Regions from separate parts of the Mus musculus genome. Here region 1 is linked to region 2. Evidence: chromatin contacts called from public Micro-C data. All regions are on one chromosome and are shown on one strand. Each heading gives the region's core, a stretch centred on a gene start, on an enhancer-like site or on the middle of the called end of the contact. The rest is flanking DNA. Distances are from core to core; before and after follow the strand shown. Region 1 overlaps Palld (palladin, cytoskeletal associated protein). Region 2 holds the start of Sh3rf1 (SH3 domain containing ring finger 1).

Evidence for each region. A called contact is a pair of places that touch in the nucleus more often than the background predicts.
Region 1: a contact with region 2 is called in a Micro-C map of embryonic stem cells, with 3 times the contacts expected there. The contact joins the enhancer-like site here to the promoter of Sh3rf1 in region 2. A contact is called at or near these places in 4 of 484 Hi-C or Micro-C datasets (all in embryonic stem cells) and 5 of 115 datasets of contacts at active chromatin or transcription factors (embryonic hindbrain, embryonic stem cells, forebrain and 2 more).

The regions. Positions count from the first base shown.
Region 1 is chr8:61,529,592-61,534,947 of GRCm38.p6, forward strand. It overlaps Palld (palladin, cytoskeletal associated protein), which reads right to left. Exons shown (of 22, transcript NM_001293772.2): 14 at 5,267-5,317; 15 at 3,763-3,984; 16 at 2,321-2,470. Among named protein-coding and RNA genes, the nearest start is that of Cbr4, 45 kb to the left of the region's middle. Within about 2 kb of position 3,435, at least 10 of the 459 cell types and tissues checked have an H3K27ac peak or open chromatin away from gene starts, as enhancers often do. A contact at or near this core is called in embryonic stem cells, where this site is marked.
Region 2 is chr8:61,219,763-61,225,621 of GRCm38.p6, forward strand. It overlaps Sh3rf1 (SH3 domain containing ring finger 1), which reads left to right and starts at 4,409. Exons shown (of 12, transcript NM_021506.2): 1 at 4,409-4,584.

The DNA.
Region 1 (5,356 bases), core at 2,185-4,684, 310 kb after region 2:
GCTGGCTGGTATCGTAAGCTCTGTGTTTAGAGATATCCCGTGCACAGGCAGAATTTGGAAGAGGATTAGGAGCAGATTCAGTTTCACTTTTACATCTGCATTCTTCTGTTCTATAACACAGCTTATTCGACTGACAATTTCAAACATGGTAGGAAAATGCATTGAAATTAATTGCAGGAACCAGTCCTGGCAAGTACTCAGAAGTGCCGATACCCCATAAATACTGCCAACCTTCCTAGAGGAGAAGTGAAATAGAGAACCCAACAGAAGATTCGGGGTTTTGTTGAGTTCTCCAGCATTTGTTTTCAAGCAGTCGGAAAACTGACAGTTGAACTTTGTCAAGAGTCAAGGAGATATACCAAAAACAAGAAAGGAAGAAAGGAAGAAAGGAAGGAAGGAAGGAAGGAAGGAAGAAAGAAAGAAAGAAAGAAAGAGAGAGAGAGAGTGAAAGAGAGAGAAAGAAAAAAGAAATAAAGAAAGAAATAAAAAGAGAAAGAGAGAGAGAGAGAGAAAGAAAGACAGAAAGACAGAAAGGCATGTTCTGCCTCAGTCACATAAAATAGGAACATAAGCATTAGGATGTAACTTTTATGCCTGTGGGTGTGTATTTGTATGCATGAGTTCACAGATGTGTGCAGGTATGTATGCGCATGTGTGCTTGTAGAGGTCAGAGGTCATTCATCAGTAGATGTCTTCCCCATCCCTCCCCACCTTACTTTCTGGGATAGTGTCTTTCACCGAATCTGGAACTCAGTGTTGGGCTAGAGCGGCTAGACAGAAAGCCCCCAAGATCCACCCGTGTCTGCCCTTTCAGTACGGGCGGAGGAGGTGCCATCGCAATGCTGCTTTTAACATGGAGACGGGGGATCAGGACACAGGCCCTCATGCTCACGCAGTAGGTGATGACTCTGTCAGCTCTCACTGTACCCCACTTTAATAACGCGATGATTTTTATTTTATTTTTTTTCAGGATGGTGGTCATATGGTCATTAGTGACTAAATGAGAACTTTAAGAAGGTGTGTTAATAATCTGAGGGTGGTCGCTGTGCCTTTACATAATCTGCTTATGTGAGTAATTTATTTCAGTCTTATCTTGGTAGTACACACTTCTTTTTTTTTTCTTTTTTTCCTGAGACAGGGTTTCTCTGTATAGCCCTGGCTGTCCTGGAACTCACTTAGTAGACCAGGCTGGCCTCGAACTCAGAAATCCGCCTGCCTCTGCCTCCCAAGTGCGCTACCACGCCCGATTAGTACACACTTCTTTGTAAGGAAACTGGTATCTGGGTAGGAAAAATATTGTATGAGCTTTCAAGTCTTCGAGTTTTGCTAAAACTTCATCTTCTTCCACACAAATACTAGCCAAGCCTGACTCTGATTCACTCAGAGGTGAAGCAAGATAGAGTATATTCATCACGGTATGACCATACACTAAAATATCTCCTAACAACATCTCTTAGAGTAATAAAATCCGAAATGATATAAATGGGTTGGAATTTTAAACTATGACTTTCTTAAATTAAATGACACATTCGTTAATTTTAGTCCCCTTATTTTGAATACGTGACTTCTCTACTTCTGTGGACTTATGGAAATTACCTTGTTACACGTTGAGCTCCTGGGATACAGAATAACCTCCTATTCATTTTTGTGTCCCCTGCTCCCAACATAGTGCTGTATGATACTCAATGAGAAACGATCTACAGGCTAAGTTGGGAGTGTGAGGCCTGGCTGTTTATTAAATCTAAGAAGACATTGCTTTTCTGACCCTCAATCCATGCTCAATAAGAAAACCATTGTGATACAAACAAATCCCAAATCTGTGCATAGGCGCTGTCGGCGGGGAAGTCTACTCAGACTTCCATTGGCATTTTACATGCATTTCTCTTTAAACAGTTTGTATGTCCATGCCCCCACTTGGTCTGCACCTTGTTCCCCTTCTTTATCTTCTTGCACTTAGCTCTATTGAAATTTTACAGTTTATTCTTTTACAGGTTGTTTTCTGTCTCTAAACTGTGTCCACCCTCCGCTGCAACTCCATAACTCTAATAAGAGGAGATCACATGAGAGACCCTTGGAAGCATTTGTGTAAGGAATGCATGGGTGTGCCAGGATCCTTCCTATAGGAATTCGTGATGGAATAAATGCTTGCAAAGCAAAGAAAGTTTCTATCATCGAGAGAGAGGTGGATACAAGATGTGGAAAACAGTTTTATAGGTTAAAAAAAAAAGTACAACTTCGCCTTTTAATTAAGCAGTTCCTGTGCCTAATCAAAGGCTGGCAACCCCAATACCACCAGAGCCCAGCCTCCATCTGTTTTCACCTGAGGGTTGGCAGCCATGATGGTGTAGTTCCCATCGTCGTCTAGGGTAGAGGCCGTGGTGTGGAGAGAGCAGGTCCCATCAAGGTCTCTCTGAATGGTGTAGTGATCGCTCTTCGGAGAAATCTGCTTCCCATCTTTAAACCAATAGATCTGTGGAAGGAAACAAGGAGGCAGACTGAGAATGCGCTCTTCCCCGTCAGCTGCTATAACAGTGCCCAGTCTGCAGAGGGCACTGTGAAAACCCGGCAAACCAGCATCTTCGCAGGAGACTGAATTGTGAGCAACACAAGCAGGAACAGCAAAATTCAACTTCCTTTTAGTTTTTAAAAGTTGTGTGTGCTGCGTGCGTGTGTGCGTGCGTGTGTGCGCACTTGTAGAGGCTGGAACCAGGCACCGGGTCTCTTGGAGCTGGAGTTGGGCTGTGAGCCACGTGACGAGGGTGCAGTAAGTGCTGCTGGTTAGGATTCCCTTTCAAACCACATGGTTTCCCACTGTCATTTTCTTCTTGTAACCAAAAGCGGGGTCGGGGGAGCTGCCTGATTGTTGACAGAAGCCTACTTTAACCCCTTATGTTTTAAAATAATTTCTTCTTTAAAATAGATATACACGAAATTTGAGAACACAAACTGACATACTAATCCAACTCCAAAGCATTTGAATCTGAAAGGGCTAGGGCGAGGGTGCCTTCCATCTTTAGAACCCATGTGGCAGGAGAGAAGTGACTCCCATGGGTTGTCCTCTGACCTCCTTGTGTGCTCTGTCAAATGTCTCCCCAGAAAACGGAAAAGCTTTTTCTAAAGTTCCAAGTTTTATAAGGTAATGGGACAGGTGTAATATTAAAGGTGTCTAGCTAGGAGACAGAACCAGCTGGAGGGGGAAAGAACGCAGGGAAGGAATGAGCACGATAGAACTCGTTGCTGAGTGTGTTCACCTAAATATTAGTGAAAAACCTTCCGTCCATTTCCTCCCACTGGGAAAAGACTGGACACATTTAGTCCTGAATATTAGACTCTTACTGCCATAGTTTTTCTAACTCCCCCTTTTTCGCTTGAGGCAGGGTTTCACTATGAGCCCCTGGCTGGCTCAAAATTCACTATGTAGATGAGGCTGGCCTTGACCTCACAGAGATCTGTCTGCCTTTGCTCCCGAGTGCCGAGATTAAGGGTGTGAGCCACCGCACCTGGTTTTCTAACTCCATTTTTTTTTTTTAAAGTCAGATCCAAGATATGAAAACTGTGTTATGCAGTAATCACCAGAATTAGATTAACTTTTGGCTCTAAAATTAAATTATAAGGCATGATCTCTCCTAGTCATACATTTTTAGTGATTTGATTATTTCTGATGAAACAAAAGTGTAACTAGAGGATTTCTCCCTCCTCCATTGCTTTTTTTCCTTATATCAGTCCTTAAAAAGTGATTTATTTTTTCATTTTTTGGCTTACCTTTGGCTTTGGATTCCCAGCCACTCGACACGTGAAAGTCACCGGCATCCCCTCAAAGATCTTGTAGTGTTTCAGCTTCATCTCAAAGAAGGGAGCTGTTGCGTTCTCCACAGGCACATCTGGATCCTGCACCTCGTCTCCCGACTCATCCACAGGGGAGCGCTCCAGCCGGTACTCAATCTCGCTAATCAGCCTCTGCTCGCAGCTAGAGACTTTGTACTCCTGGGCCAGACACAGAGGTCCGAGTCAGCATCTCCTGAGACACACCTCCCTTGCTAACAAACCGCGGGAGGGTGGGGGGAGGGGAACGCAGGGAGGTGGGGGGAGGGGTGCAGTTTTTTTTTTTTTTTTTTTTTTTTTTTTCAGTGAATCATGATCCGGGCTCAATACAATTTCATAGGCTAGCAGAAAGCATCTGGAGTTGAGTTTGTGTGATATTTAAAATCATCTTAAAGTCCTATTCTCAAAATAAAACAAACAAACAAAAGCCACACAAATAAATAAGCAAGCAAACACCGACTACTTTTCTTGGAAGGGGTGGGGAGGAACAGTTGAAAATAAGAAGGGAAGGCTATCTACTCTACACTCCTAGGAAGCAGACACTGTGGGTAAAAACCATGTGGGTGCTACGTCCCTCCAGAAGGCTATCTGTGCACGGGCGAGCAACTTCAGTGGTGCACAGAATTTTCTCAAATGAAGAAGGGGGAAGTCAGCACCACGTTTTTCTCCATTTACTTTACACAATACACATATAGCATACGGGCTCCCCCCTTGATCGGCAGCCCATCTCTTAAGCAAAAGCAAGATTGCTAGCACATTTCACTCACACACAGAAGCAACAGCAAGGCTCTAACATTACATGTCAGTGTTTAGGGCGGAGCCTGAAGCTTCCTGCCTGCAAATTATCATGAGCACAAGATATTCCCAGGCATATTCCCAGGGTCACAGTAAGTAGGAGATGTTTGTGCTGTTCTGTTTTGAGACAGGGTCTTGCTATGTAGCCTAGTCTGACCTTCAGTTTAGCCATATTGCCACTTCAGCTTTGTGAATGCTGGGATTGCAGGTGTGCACTGCCCTGCTTGCTTCAGAGACTATTTTAATTATGCTTTTTTTTTTCTTTAAAAAGTTACTGTACCTGAAAATAGTTTACTGGTTTGAGGTAAGGAATACAACGGTCTGAATAAAATTATGAAATCGTATACACTACAAGCTGTTTCCTTTAATTTCATCACTGTCAAATGGATCACCCCGCTCCCAGAAGGGTGTCTAATGCATGAAATCCTTCTCATGCCTTTCGGTTTAGTGTATTTACCTAAGCTAGAACTCAAGTCAAGTTTGCAGATAAATGAGAAGAAATAAGTTCATCTGATACCACATGAAATATTGATGCCAGCCACAGTATATATAATTACCATACAGCAGTAGAAACAGACACACAGACACAAAAGGAAGCACAGAAGGTCAGTACAGTGGGAGACTGGACAGAGGAAGGGTAGAGTTTAACCTTTTGACCATCCAGAGGACCCCCTACAGAAGCCCGAGGAGCCCCAGCGTCCTGTAATGGCAGAAAACAAGACATGAGACCATCTGGAAT
Region 2 (5,859 bases), core at 3,159-5,658:
AAAGGCGGGCAATAAACAGAGAATAGAAAACTTAGCAGACAATCCTATAAAGAAGAGAAACGGAATGCTGGGGTCCAAGTGACTGGAAAACATTCAGTTTTCATTCTACTTGTGATGGGAAGAAATAAATGAGTCTGTGCAAGGGAGTGACATCATGTTCTCCATCTTTTGGAGCTTGCTCTGAGTTATCACTACATCCAGGGCAAGCTATGGCCACAAGAATGGAAAGAGGCTGGCTAGAAGGGCCAGAGACAGAGGTGACAGTGGCTTAAATGAAGGTGCAGTGGGGTCTAGTCTCTATGAGAACACTGGAGACCGGATGATTTGCTTGTGCTTGTTTTTCTTGCACATGCGTGGGTTACTGTGTGAGTGTGCAGGTACATGTGTACAAGTGTAGGTGTGTGGCAGCCAGAAGACAACCTCCCGTGTTGTCCCTCAAGCACTGTCCACCTCTTTTGGCATGAAGTCTCTCTGGCCTCTAGCTGACCAAGCAGGTTGGCTGGTCACCTAGCTCTAGGAATCTACCTATCTTCTTCTTCTTCTTCTTCTTCTTCTTCTTCTTCTTCTTCTTCTTCTTCTTCTTCTTCTTCTTCTTCTTCTTCTTCTTCTTCTTCTTCTTCTTCTTCCTAGTGCTAGGGTTAGTAGCATACAACATTATGAATGGCATCTATCTATCTATCTATCTATCTATCTATCTATCTATCTATCTATCTATCTATCTATCTATCCATCCATGGTTTCTGGGGCAGTGGTGGCACATGCCTTTAATCTCACTCAGGAGGCAGAGACAGGCAAATTTCTCTGAGTTCCAGAGCAGTCTCTTCTACAGAGTGAATTCCAGGACAGTCAGGGCTGTTACACAGAGAAACTCTGTCCCAGAAAACAAACAAACAAAAAAACAAAACCAAAAACTCAACTAAGATTAACATGGGTTCTGGGAATTGAACTCAAGTCTTCCTGATTACAGTGAGCACTTTATCCTCTGAACTCTCCTGTATGATTTGTAAAAGGGTGGTTTGTTTGGGTGCATGTTTCTGGAGATTAAAAATAAGGCACAGAGATCTGATACCTTCATGGTTTCTGGTAAGGCTAGTGCTACATCTGAGCATGGGTGCAAGGTGGAAGCACACACAAAGGGACAAGGCACCAGGTATGCGACAACCACTCTCATGGTAACTGAGCCTGCAGGACTGACAAAGTCAGTCATTCATTACCTCAACAATCATCTCGGTCCCATTGGAGTGTCATTAATTCAATCATGACCCAAACATTTGTTTAAGGTCTTTCAGTGCTGTTCTATGGAGGACCAAACCTGAACATGAGTTTTGGAGGGAGCTCCCACATTTTGCCAAGCCAAGAAGGCAAAAGGCTGTAGATAGACATTAAAATATGTTTGTGTAAAAGGTGGTAGGAAAGAGGGAGGAAGAGAAGGGAAGAAATCAAGGATGGCTTCTAGGTTTCTAGTCTGAACAACTGGCTAAATACTGCTCTCCTTTACCAGCGTCCTGACAATGAGAGGAAAGACAAGTTTTGCAGAAAAATGGCTAGACACGCGAACGTGCGTGTAAGAACACGGAGGTACCATATTAAGGTTTATCTGAGTATTTGCATCTGGGATTTTACCAGGCTGGTTCCTGTTAGCACTACAAGCAATAGATGCTCGAGTTCTCCCCTTCCCCTTTCCCGTCTGAAACTTGGGGATAATTATACGTCTTGCTGCTTTGGAGGGATGCTGAGAAGATAAGTGAGATAATATATAGGAAAAGACTTTGAAGTCTTTGGAGGATAAGAGGCTGTCATTATTAAGTCGGAGAGTGTTTATATTTTTCATGTGTCTGCTCAAAGCCTCACAGGTCGTAAGCATAACAGACATTCTTTCCTTCATGCTCCATTCCCAGAAACAAGACGAGCAGGCTTTTCTTCCTCACAGCCCTTCCCTTCTGAATTCTCTCCACAGGACGTTCAGTCACTAACATTTTGATACCTGGGAAGAAAGGGTCGGGAGTACAGCTGTTAACGATAACGATAGCTCCATGCAGATTACAAAGAACTTGTATATCTTCTTTACCACTGTCAATTCTGTTCCAAACGTCACAGTTAAACCCCACCAGAGAGGCCAAGGAACACAGCCTTGAAGGAAGGTCTCTCTCCTCTCTCTCTGTTGCAGACCCAACAGCCTCAGTCTCTCAAGTACTGAGACTAAGGGCATATACTACCACACCTGGCCAACAGGTCCTTATGAGTTCTAAGCCAGCCACGGCTACATAATGAGACTTTGTATAAACAACAAACAAACAAACAAACAAAAAGCCAAACGGGTAGAAGAAATAAACTTTCTTTCTCTTTTAAGGCATTATGACTTGAATGTAAGCTGTCTCCATGGGCTCATGTGGCGAGGTCTTGGTTTTCAGATCATGCACTTTGGGAAGATGCTTGATTTCCAGGGGTTTTGATCTGATCAATTTATTGATCTCTTCAAGGATTCATATGATGGCATTATTAGGAGGAGGTGCAAAGAAGGAGGGGGACCCAGAAGTAGTCAGTGGGAGTTTGTCCTTGGGGGCTATCGCTTGGCCTGGCCCCTTCTTGGGTTCTCCTTCAGCTTCTTGTTTGTCTAAACATCTCTTTTCCACATCGATGTCTTGTGCAAGTAATTATGGATGGAACCCTCCGAAACTTAGAACTAAAATAGCCCCTCCCCCATTGTCTCTGTCTGGCATTTCATCTTGCGATGCAAGATGAAGCAACACAAGAGATTATGTGATTAAGGTCCTACCTTTTCTCCGCCCCCCCTCCCCCCAACTTTTTTTGAGGAAAGAAACAGGTCTTGGAATGCAGAGAGCTGGAGTAGAGTCCTACTCTGTGATGTAGGGAAGTTACCCAAGTGGACCTTCAGTCTTAATACCCCCCAAATCAGTCTGTTCCCTGACTCTGACTTTCCAGTCTGCCCAGCCTTCATCTCCAGTTTCTGCTGCAGCGTTAACTGGGCCAACACTTTCAGAATGCTGTTTGTAGTTAACTATTTTTCTCCTCATTCTCTTCATCCATTTTTTTCCCCTTGCCTTTTTCAGCTCAATATAAACACATACTTGTTCTCCCTCTAACGGGAAAGGAAGTGGGCAATTATTTTTGGTATTCATACAGTCTAAGTCTCAGCATATTAATCTCTTTAGAACAAAGCTGGGAAGGATGACATAGAGAGCTGCTGTGAGGATGGAATTAATACGTTTAAGAGTTTAGTACGGTGCCTGGCTTAAAATGACTGATGATTGCTACTTGCTATAATTTTATTTTCTTAACTTGAATGATACTCACTTATCTATTTATTATTATGACTTAGCTGTGGCTCTGGTTGGAGATGAACTGATAACCCGAGATTCCTTTTCAATTCCTTATCAGCTTGGTTGGTGGCCTGGCAAGAATTTCATACACGATCTCTCTTGTGAAGTTACTTTTGGTAAACTGACAGTAAGTATAAATGAATCACACTCTTTGACAACATTTAACGCGTCTCTGAAATAAGTTTGACAAACAAGCCTACACACACACACACACACACACCCTTGGACACCCCTTTTTGCAAGCCCACATTTCAGAGAATACAGGTGTGTGCCCGGGGCAACAGAAACAGATTACAGAGATGATGATGATGGCTGCCTCCAAGGCGCAGATAAAAGAGGTATCCCCTAGCCAGCTTCAAGGCGCCGGCCCACCTGGGTCAGACTTTGAATTCACCCCATTTTAGGCAGGTAGGAAGAACCTCCCCAAGACTGGCTTTAATCTCCCACCTGTTTTTCTAGTTTTTTTTTTTTTCTTTTCCCTTTCTCATTCTGAATTTTAGGATCCGCATTTCTCCAAACTTGCTTGGATTTGTCTCCCTTGGCTGCTGCAGTGGGGGCTGATTGCTGGGTGGAAGAGGCGGGCCCCGGGATCCATAGGGTGGTCACTAACCCGGACTCCAGAACTAAGGGGTCTCACTTTGCTCTCTCTATATCCACCCAGGCAGTGTGCACGCCCAGCAAAGCGCGATCGGTTCCCGCCAGAGCCACTCCCTTCCCAGGCCACCGGGAAGAGTCGGTCTCCAGGCACCGGCCAGGCGGAGCCGGAGGCCGGCAGGGCGCCCTTGCCCCAGCCTCTTCCTGGTCCCTCGGCGCCACTCCCACCGCCCTCCTCCTGGGTAGCCCAAATTTGCTCGGGGTGCACGTCCTCGGGGCGTGAAGGCGCGGGTCCCCGAGCCTTCCTCCCGCTAAGTGCGTCCCCGAAGCTGCCGCCCGCTGGGGGCTCCAGCGCGGGTCCCCGAGCGGCGGGCGGCGCTGTGGTGCGTCCCTCCGGTCCCCGGGCGCCCGCTGCGCGCTGCCTCCGCCTCCTCCTCCTCCTTGGCGGCGTCGCGTTCCCCCGCCCTCCTTGCTGGGCGGGTGGGAGGCGGCGGCGGCGGCGTGCTGTGCGAGCGCGCGCGAGGGGGGCGGCCGTGAGGAGGCTCCCGGTGCCACCGCGGCGGCCGAGCCACACGGGCAGCGGGCTCGGCGGGGCTGCATCTACCAGCGCTGCGGGGCCGCGAACAAAGGCGAGCAGCGGAGGCGCGAGGTAGGGTGCGCGGCGAGTCGGAGACGCCGGGCGCGGGGTGGTGGCCGGTGGTCGCCCGCATCCCAGTGGTGCGCGCGGGTCGGTCCCCGCGCTTCCCCTTTGGGTCTCCGGGACCTGCCGGGAACGAGCCCCGCGGCCTCTCTCGTCTCTTCCGAAGCCTCTGCCGGGCCTTGGGGCCGCTCTCTCCCCGGACACAGCCGGGTCCCTTCTGCCTCTGGGGTGGCAGTCTCCGGGGACTGTCGCTGAGCTCATCCCCGCGGGGTCGCTAGTCTGCTTCCCGCCGCACTCAGTGGCGCTGACTTTGGCCAACTTAAGGCTGCATCTTTATTTTTCTTTAAGTCCTTGAAAACTTCCACCGATCGGTGTTGGGCAATTTTTTTTTTGTCCTGGATTTGACCTAAAGGGAGGCTGAGAGGAGGCAGCTGGGTGAGATTCCCTGTTTCTGGAGCTACCCGGCCGCAGCCTCAGCTCCTAGGACCATCTCTGTCCCCGGCTGGCGACACCTGGCTCTGGGGTGTGTTTGTGGCGAGCACCACGCCAAGGGGTTGGGGGCTACCTGTGCCCCACCGTGGGAAGAGGGGCGTACCCTGGCTCTCCCCAGAACCGACTAGTCAGGAACAGCTGTTAATGTAGCCTCCAAATCCTTTCACCCCCTCCCCACCTAGGCATCTACATTGGTTGGGGTGGTGGTGGTGGTGGGGACAGCGATGCACCAACTGGCTTCAAATACTCTTTCTCCTGAGGGGGCCGTTTTTCAGATGTACCCAGAGTTTTAAGCCTAGCATTCATTCCATCGTCGAATTTTGGTGAACATTTTACTAGATTTTTCTGAATGGGATTAAGACAAGCGGTTCAGAAATCTGTTTCAGAGTTTGTCAGCCATGCCGGAAAGGGTGATTTTTCTTGTAGCTATTTTCAAGCAGGTTTTGGCTATATCTTTTAGAATTGCCGACCATCAGCTCTGGGGGGTGGGGGGTGGGGGGCCTTAGATAAGATTAAGCTGTCTGTTCTCAGACAGGGAAGACACATATGTATTTAATATTGGGATCATTCACCCAGGGCAAGGCTTCTTAAATGATAACGGTGGCTTAAAAATTGGGAAGGTCGTTGGACTTAAAAGTATTGTTTTAGATAGAGGAAACTTCCAGTCGGTTTTGCTTAGGTTCTCCAATAAGTTGAGAACTTCATTAGGCAGCCGATATCGGTCTTTTATTGCTTTTTCATAAATCCTGTTTATTGCTTGCTAGTTCTTGCTGCCCAGTGAGGTTCTAGATA